Linked DNA regions of Sus scrofa: region 2 is linked to region 1. The links are chromatin contacts, called in public Hi-C maps. All regions are on one chromosome and are shown on one strand. The core of a region is the stretch at or near the end of the contact, and the rest is flanking DNA. Distances in the headings are between cores, read along the strand shown.

Region 1 (4,552 bases), core at 857-3,356:
AGGGAGAGACCATGCTCAGCAGGAGTCTGGAGTCGGGGGGGGGGGGGGGGAGGGCGGTGTCAGCGTCTGTCAAGAACGGAGGAGATGGAACGAGCCCCTCCCAATGTTTTGTTTTCACTTTTTCGTTCTCTCCTCCATCAGATCCGATCCCGTCCCACTGCACCCAGCTGGCTGGTTTGATCCTCTCATCTTACCTGGGGCGGCAGCAGCAGTGTCAGGAGCGGCAGCAGCAGGGAGGGTAGGCAGAAAGGCTTCTCGGGAGCCATGGCACTTTTAGGGCTCTTCAGAGACGGTGGTCCGACTGTCACGTGGCAGATTCCTGGGAGGGAACCGCAGGGAGCAAGTGGGCGGAGATCACCTCAAGTTGCCAGGCAGTCAGTCTGGACTTTGTCTCTAGCTTGCAGCCATCCGTTACTCTGTTAGTTATTGTAAAACTCCTCCACATCTTGCTACTCAAAGTGCAGTTCATGAACCAGCTGTATCAACATCACCTGGGAGCTTGTTAGGAATTCAAGAGTCTCAGATTCTACCTCAGACTTATAGAATCAGAATTTGTATTGTTTTGTTTTGTTTTGTCTTTTCTAGGGCTGTACCTGCGGCATACGGAGGTTCCCAGGCTAGGGGTCTAACCGGAGCTGTAGCTGCCAGCCTATGCCACAGCCACAGCAGTGCCAGATCCAAGCCGAGTCTGCAACCTACACCACAGCTCATGGCAACACCGGATCCTTAACCCACTGAGCAAGGCCAGGGATTGAACCCTCAACCTCATGGGTCCTAGTTCGATTTGTTAACCACTGAGCCACGATGGGAGCTCTAGCGTTTTTGTTTTTGATTTAAAAATATAAATTGTATTGAAGCACATAAACAGAACTTGTATTTTAACCAGATTTCCAGGTGCTCCTGAGCACATTCCAGACTGAGAAGTAGTGCTCTACTACACTGAGCCCCTGAGGGTGGGGAGGGCCTTGTCCAGCCTGAATCCTCTGCTTCTAGCACAGGGCCTGCCATAGAGCATGTTAAATTTAGATGAATGTCAGAACCAGGGGGCCAAAATAGGTTCAGAATCGAGGGAAACCAGAGGAAGATCTTCCCAGAATGTGCAGGGGTCAGGGGACCAGGTTACAAGAGGGATCTTTCTCCTGGAAAGTCCTCTTTCAGCAAGAAACCATCCAGGTCATCCTATCTTTTTGTGCATGTGTTCCTCTTTCCAATCTATCCCTGCCTGCCTGACTTGGCAAGACATCAAGGACAACTGCTTGGTTCCAAGGCTTGGAAATTTGTGAATTTCCACTACTCATGTCTTCAAAGTCCCAAGCCTGGGATGTGAGGATCGGGGTAGTAATAATAACTATTATTTATGCTTATTGACACGACTGAGGGCTCTGCATCAAATATGTGCTAAGCACTTTACATCTCCTGTAATCTTCAAACAACTCAGTGAGGTAGATTATTATCATTCCCATTTTACTGATGAGGAGACTGAGGGGTAGTAATAGTACGTAGCCTGTCCAAGGTCATACAACTAGCTTAGTAGAGCTGGGATTTCAACAAGGCATTCTGGCCTCACAGTTCATGCACTTAACCTTAGGCACTATATACCTATTTTACAGTTAGGGAAAGTGAGGCTCTGAGAGGTTAAATTAACTCATCCAGGTCACACAACTAGTGGACTATTAAGACAAGATTCAGACCTTAGCCTGAGCTCTTAACCACTGAGGCGATGGTAATGGGATACAGGCAAGAGGCCCCAAGGTTGTACTGATCAGAGTTCAGGGGTCCAGGCCGCCAGCACCCGCCCCTCTGAGCATCCCCCTCCGGGCTTGACACTAGTCAGTCACCCAGCGCGGGAGGTATGAGGCCTCCTACCTCCGGCATTGGGAGATGGAGGTCCTGGGGGCTCGGGGCCGAGCCCGGCTTTACTCCCCTTTGGCGTAGGTGTCCGCGTCTTGACCCCCACTGAAGGCCAGGCGTGGAACCCTCACCCGGGTCCTGGGACCCGTCCTCCGGCAGGCCTAGCCAGCCCCTGGCCTCTCAGCTCTGCGCCCCCGCATCGTCCGAGTGCCAGGCGGTTGCTAGGATACCGCTGGCCGTTACGGCGGCGCGGACTGATGACGTAACCGATGCTTCCGGTCCCTGACGCTCCCCACCCCCAGCTTAGCACAGGTTAGTGGGGATTCCTGGCCTGCCCGCCGGGCGCTCTGCGCGCCAAGACCTGGGGAGGGTTCTGCAAGGGGTGGGCACGGGACTCGCATCTCCGCCTGGAACTACCCTAGTCCCTGCCTTTGAGGCCAGACGGGCGTGGGAATAGGGGCCGCCCAAAGGTGGGCCGGGGTGGGAGGAAGCGGCCTGGGAGTCGGCGCAAGGCCTGCTTTAAGCCCCCTGGCCTCAGCTTCTTGGAGTGCCCTGCCAGGGCGCGTTTTCTCTAGGTTCCGAGACCTGGGCCTGAGCGCTCCACGTTGGCATTTCAGGGGGTCTTCTGGATTGAACCCGGCCCCCGACCCCGCCATTCCTTTCCTTCCAGCATGATCCGCTGGACCTCCAGCACCTTGCCTGAAAAAGACCACTTAACTTGGACGAACCCTTTGGCAGCCTCAGACCGTCCTTGAAGAGAATGACTGAAACACTATGGGCCATGCACTGTGTGTCTGCTCTCGGGGAACTGTCATCATTGACAATAAGCGCTACCTCTTCATCCAGAAACTGGGGGAGGGGTGAGTGTTCGAAAATCACTTTGCTGGTCCCCAGGGTATTTGAAGGACATCAGTGTGCACATGATCCGGGCATAAAGGTTTTCTCTCTAGCCTCTAACTCACCTGACAGAGCCCAGCTACGTGGTGGTCAAGAAAGTGGATTGTGGAGCCAGGCCTCCTAGATTCGCCATGTATTACCTTGATAAGCCGTGGTTTTTTTCCTCTGCTTATTAGAGCTAATTATGCTTCCCTGGTAGGGCTGTGAGGATTAAATTAGATCATGCATATCAAACATCTCACCTACTGCTTGGTTCATAGCACTTGATAAATATTGACTGTGATTTATTTAATATTTATTGAGCATCTATCTTGTGCAGAGCACTGTGTTAAGACCGTAGGACCACAAAGATGACTGTCCCTGCTATTGAGCTCAGACTTCTTTTTAGAGACACACCTTGGGAAGGTTGCTACTAAATGGGAACAACACTCCCCTCCTCTCCCCAGGGAATTCCTCTGGGTTTAAGCAGTATGGGTGATGACCATGGTCCTTCACTGACCCCTTTGGCCGACAGTGGGTTCAGCTATGTGGACCTAGTGGAGGGGTTACGTGATGGACAGTTCTACGCCCTGAAGCGAATCCTGTGTCATGAGCAGCAGGACCGGGAGGAGGCCCAACGAGAAGCAGACATGCACCGCCTCTTCCATCACCCCAACATCCTTCGCCTTGTGGCTTATTGTCTGAGGGAGCGAGGCACTAAACATGAGGCCTGGCTGCTGCTGCCCTTCTTCAAGGTCAGAAAGTCTCCTGGCTATGGAGGGGGTTGCAACAGAGCCACTTGCCAAGGGCTTTGTGACGGTCAAGCACATTTGGAAGCAGAGGTCATGTCCTGGTTTGACCACTTCAGATTTGGGGTTTAAGGGACCCAGATGGGACTGTGTGGTGTTCGGTGAAAGGGTTGATGGTCTTTGGCATAGGGAAGGGATCAGGCTGAAGAAGCAGAGGCTCAAAAACCTCAACTGTGGGGAAACTTGTTTTGCAGAGAGGCACGCTGTGGAATGAGATAGAAAAGCTGAAAGACAAAGGCAACTTCCTAACTGAAGAGCAAATCCTTCGGCTGTTGCTGGGTATCTGCAGAGGCCTTGAGGCCATTCATGCCAAGGGTTATGCCCACAGGTCAGTGGGAGGCTCCCGTGTACTTGCTGGGCAGAAAGGAAGAGCCTCATCAAGAGAAATGAGAGGTCTCTGCACTCCTCCAAGGGACAGCCCTCACGGTTGTTTTGCCCCCCTAGGAGTCCAGCCTCCCCGTCCAGGGCTGCTCACAGATCATTTCCACTTCCCTGCAGGGACCTGAAGCCCACAAACATCTTGCTTGGAGATGAGGGGCAGCCGGTTTTAATGGACTTGGGTTCCATGAATCAAGCGTGCATCCACGTGGAGGGCTCCCGCCAGGCTCTGGCCCTGCAGGTAAGAGTCTCCAGGTTCCTTTGCCCACCTGTTCCCCAAACTGCAATGCCCCAGTTTGGTCACATGACCATGACCTGTGCCCCACCTTTTGAGCTCTGGGGCCACTGTTCCAGGACTGGGCAGCCCAGCGGTGCACCATCTCCTACCGAGCCCCGGAGCTCTTTTCTGTGCAGAGCCACTGTGTCATCGACGAGCGGACTGATGTCTGGGTGAGGAGCATGTGGGTGGGAATTCGGGGTGGGGAGGGGTGCTGCTCTGTACCTACTGTGGAGTTGAGGAGCAGGTCTTTGGTTTCTAGTTGGTTCCAAGGGGCCCAGGAACCATGTATGTCCTCATCCCCCCTCGACTTCCTTCCTGGGAACTGTCGCTGAGACTGTGCTCAGTTGCTCAGGAAGTG
Region 2 (4,552 bases), core at 1,235-3,734, 53 kb after region 1:
CATAAGGGCCCCTGATCCTGGGAGAAGCCCTCCCTCCAACAGCTCACCTGCCAGAAGTCTGCGATGGTGTGCGACAGCGGGCCCTGGGTGGCTATGTAGGCTGGCATCCGAGGGTCATGCTCAATCTGGGGGCAGGAAAGATACATCCTGAGCCAGAATGGGAATTGCCACTGTGGAGAGACTTGGTCAGAGGGAGCAGGCCGGGGGTCTGGGGGGTGCCTGAGAACCCCAGTTTCCATGCTAGGATATCAGGCCCACAATTCCAGGGCCTCGGGTGGGGTGGTGGTGACCCTTAAGGACATGGAGTCTATGGGGCCCGGATGAAAGCGGGGAGGAGGTGGGGGCTGGAGCCAGGCCACTCACAATGGGGCTGGCGTTGATGTAATCGCTCCGAGAAGGGCTGCTCTCCACCTTCAGCTTGATGCGAGCGTGGTCATCTGCACAGACCCCGCATCCCACCCCAGAGGCCCCTCCAGTCATTGGGGTCCTGGCACCTCTGCCGCTCAGCCTGAGCCAGGAGCCCAGTCCCTCCCCCAAGCCCATCAGAGCTCCCAGCAGACAGAGAGCTGGGCTGGGTGGGCCAGCAGAACTCACTCACAGGGCAGGAAGTCAGGGTGGCGGTTCTTTTTGATGTTGCCCTCCCCCTGGGCGGTGGCACAGCTGTTGGGCTCCGCTTGGTAGGCACACAGGGCCTGCCACTCTTTGGCCAAGCGGTCCCGGTTCCGCAGATGGTCCTCCATGTATGCCTGCAGGAACACCACAGCCTGGCGCTGGCCCCCCCCGACCTGCCATGTCCCTCCTGCCCTCCTGTCCCCTCACCCCACGCCCACACCCTCTCCTGACCAGAATCATGTGTCCCGTGGAGATGTCCATGTTGGCCTGGGCGGGCTCCTCGCACCAGGACGGTGTGCTGCTGTGGGAGCTGGGGCTGGCCTGGGCCGCGTCGCTGAACTGCGAGGACACGCTGCTCACCCGAGAAGGCTCCGGTGGACCCTCTGCCCGGTTGAACAGGGACTTTGAGGCCATGTGCTGGCGGCACAGGTCCTGCAGAAGAAGGATCGGGCACGGCCCAAGGTCCCCTGAAGCCTTTTCAACAGAGTCCTGAGCTCAGTTCAACAGAGTCCCTGGACTTGTCCTTGATTGATTTTTTTTTTTTTTTTGCTTTTTAGGGCCACACCCACGGCATAAGGAAGTTCCCAGGCTAGTGGCCGAATCAGAGCTGCAGCTGCCAGCCTATATCACCACCACAGCAACCCCAGATGCAAGCCACATCTGTGACCTGTGCCGCAGCACACGGCAATGCTGGATCCTTAACCCACTGAGCGAGGCCAGGGACTGAACCCGAATCCTCGTGGATGCTAGTTGGGTTTGTTACTGCTGACCATAGCAGGAACTCCATCCTTGATTGATTCTGAATGGACCCATCTCCTCCAGGGTAGGGTCTTCTGCCCTGGCTCTCATCCTTTTCAGGGCTATACTGCTTGGGTGGTGCCTATGGCAACCTCAGGTATTACAGAGCAGAATCCTAGAACCCCAGAATTGTAGCCTGGGAGAGAATTTCAGGAACCATCTGGTCCCAATTTCCATTCATTCCAAATCACCCCCACAAGACCCCCAGAGGGGCTTCTCCAGCCTCTGCCTGGACATTCCCAGGGATGGGCGCTCATTCCCACCCAATTCCCCACCCTTATCCCATGTGAGACCACTCTCCCAAGCCTTTCCACTCACTCTCATCAACAAGCTCTTAGGGATGCACACCTGGTACTCGAAGGTAGTGTCACCATGGGCGCCCTCAGGTCCCAGGGCGGCCAGGCGCTCCTTGTCCCGCTGCCGGGCATGCTGCCGCACACAGAGAGCCACTGCCAGGGCCACGAGCAGCCCGGCCACACCCGCCAGGGCCACCAGAGTGAGCAGCACGGAGCGCATGGGAGAGGGGCTGTGGACCGGTCGGGGAAGGACGGCGGCCGCCTCCTCCCTCTGTGGGAACAAGGTTATAGAATCAAGAGGGGCAGTGGCAGTGGTGGCGGTGGGAGGCATGGATTTAGCAGCAGCTTCTCACTCCTGTCCCTCGCCATACTCCCTGCGAGGGTATCTCCTGGGGCAGAGCTGGGAGGCAGGGGCAAGGTGGTACGGGCAGAAGGACTCAGATAGACCCGAGACCCTCATTCTCAATCCTCACTGGACCAAGTCAAGCACACTGCATTTCCAGAGACTTAGCAGGTGACCCTACCTAGGAGTTTGCATTTAAAAATGGATATCGAAAAATATAGCGAGATCCAAGGGGTCAAAGAGTAGAATGTGAGGCATCAGGGTTGGATGCCGAATAGAAACATATTTTGAGTTTAATGTCCTTTCTGTGTAAGGTTTCCCCTTCAAATTTAGAAACTTTGCTCCAGAAGATCTATGGACAGCTCAGGATAGGTCTTCCAGGCATGCTACCTTCCTACAGAAGGCTGGACCTACAGGGAGCAGGAGCCGCTGAGGTCATCTGCTGGTCATGTGGAGAACTGCATGGGGAGGGCTGCTTTGGCAAAGTGGTGGACCAGCCAGATATATTTCAGCTCCTGCTCGCCTGTCAAGTTTGCCTTCATCTCTAGTGGGGCTTTGAATGACTCTCCAGTGAGCTCATACCTGTCCCACTCCTGTCTGCAAGATCTGGAGCCCCGTCTGTGCTTCCAGTTCAGATTTCACCAGTCCTGCAGGGAGGCCGAAGGTCAGACTCTCTCCAGCCCCGTGTGGTCTCCACCCCATGTCATGCTCTGCCAGGGAGCAGGCAGGACCCATGTGGGCTGGGACTATTTCAATGGGCGCATCAGCCACAGGCCTGGGTATATTCTATTAGGGCTGGGCCAGGAAGTATTTACCAGCTTGCTGGGTCACATCAGCCAAAGACAGGTTCTGTTCATTGTGCCGGATACGGAAGGTAAGGGCTGGTCCCACGACACTGCCGAAGAGGAGGTATGTTACCGCCTCACCAGCCACAGACCCCAGATTCAAAGTGAGAGGTCCACTCTGGCCCTCTCCCCATTAGAAGATGGGGCTAAAACCAATCAGAGGTGCCATACAGGGGTGTTTGAGGCTGGGGAGATACCAGATTGGGTCAGCAGCAGGACTAAATGTGGTTGTACCTTCAGTGCAGCTGCAAATATCTTTGACCCGACCTTGGCCCTTTACCCAGAGCTTGTCCTACCCTCCTTCTCTGAGACCCTCCAGCCACCTCCCCCATCAAGCTACCTGCAAGATCCCTGCTGCCCAGCCAGGTACCAGCCCCACCTGATGTTGATGAAGCTGCCTGAGGACATGTGCACGTGCTCAGCCAGGATCTCCAGCAGCTTCACTCCTGCTGCCAGACTCAGGGGCCTGGAGGTGGGGAGGAGGAAGACAGACGCCAGTGGGGACTCTCTTGGCCACCCCCCACCCACCCCCACCCCCCGTCTACTTCACATCTGCACTTCTGCTCTCTGCTTCCTGCCAGGCAGGCCACCCTGACCCTCCAGGGGACTGGGAGGCTGCCCCAGGCCAGAGCCCTTACTTCTGGTCGGTAACAATGTAGCCATATTCCTCTGATGATGGCCGAGCTGAGGGCTGCCCTGCTGCCGTGGGCTGGCTCTGGCCCAGTGAACTTTTCTTCTCCAGCAGGATGGGTGTGGCAGGGGGGCTGGCCGTTTGGGAGGCTCAGAGGATCCAGAGCTCAGGTCCTGCTGGGCTTTATTGGAGGTGGGACCAGCAGTGGGGGATCCAGGCAGGGAGGGTGTGACAGGTGGAGGCTCGGCTGTGTCTATGCTCTGCACCTGCTCCTCCATTGTCTGCTAAGGAATGAGGCGAGAGGTATGGTCTCTGGACAGTGGAGGCGCTGGGGGCAGGGGGTCCACACCCCGGACCCTGAGCTCCCACAGGGGCACTTAGGACTTGTTTCTCTTTCTATCCCCACGTCCAGGTTAGCACTGGGTACAGAAAGGCATCCAGGAAAAGGAGCCAAGTGGATGAATGAATGAATGGATGGGTGAATGAATAAAGGACTGAATGAGGGATTAGTCATGATCAGTAATAATTCAAAGGATGGGGCTGGAGTGGGGAGGAGAAGGTCTGGAGTGAGGAAAGCTGGGGTTAGGGGAGAAGATGAACAGGCAGGTAATGGTTTTTTGATGTTTGTTTAGCCACAAAATCTTAGAAGTCCAACATGTGAAAGAGATAGTCTGCCTCAAGCTGCACGGGGGTCAGGAGCCTGCCTGCTCAAGTCTCCCCCTATCCCTAGGGACCCTCAGAGTGTGGTCCAAAATGACTGCAATGGAAAACGCAGTGAATCAAGAATTCTGGCTTCTGGTCCCAGCTGTCTTCCACTTGACGTGAGACCTTAGACAATGACTTGCAGCCTCTGGGCCTTGGTCCCCCTAAAATCAGGGTTTGGAGGATACAGATTCTGGGTGCTAATCCTAAGGTTTAGATTTCGGCCAAGGGGCTTTGCTGCCATGGGGCACTTGGGGGTCAGGGAAGTGCCGCAAACTCACTTTCTTGACGTCAGCTCCGATGTTTACAACCCCTCCTGCAGAGA

Evidence for each region. Hi-C and Micro-C count contacts between places; a contact is called where the count stands out from the background.
Region 2: a contact with region 1 is called in a Hi-C map of liver, with 2.3 times the contacts expected there. The contact joins the enhancer-like site here to the promoter of GLB1L in region 1. A contact is called at or near these places in 2 of 5 promoter capture datasets (fetal skeletal muscle and liver) and 10 of 47 Hi-C or Micro-C datasets (blood, fetal liver, fetal skeletal muscle and 4 more).

Annotation. Positions count from the first base shown.
Region 1 is chr15:121,282,985-121,287,536 of Sscrofa11.1, forward strand. It overlaps GLB1L (beta-galactosidase-1-like protein), which reads right to left and starts at 2,107. Exons shown (of 18, transcript XR_002339314.1): 1 at 1,867-2,107; 2 at 195-319. It overlaps STK16 (serine/threonine-protein kinase 16), which reads left to right and starts at 2,081. Exons shown (of 9, transcript XM_013984521.2): 1 at 2,081-2,163; 2 at 2,522-2,711; 3 at 3,263-3,482; 4 at 3,731-3,864; 5 at 4,035-4,155; 6 at 4,269-4,364. The coding sequence starts at 2,626.
Region 2 is chr15:121,336,022-121,340,573 of Sscrofa11.1, forward strand. PTPRN (receptor-type tyrosine-protein phosphatase-like N) reads right to left here. Exons shown (of 24, transcript XM_003133669.4): 8 at 4,509-4,543; 9 at 3,668-3,806; 10 at 3,533-3,665; 11 at 3,274-3,360; 12 at 2,865-2,944; 13 at 2,632-2,696; 14 at 1,759-1,977; 15 at 844-1,044; 16 at 599-746; 17 at 364-437; 18 at 48-125. Among named protein-coding and RNA genes, the nearest start is that of PTPRN, 11 kb to the right of the region's middle. Within about 2 kb of position 2,485, at least 5 of the 83 cell types and tissues checked have an H3K27ac peak or open chromatin away from gene starts, as enhancers often do. A contact at or near this core is called in fetal liver and liver, where this site is marked.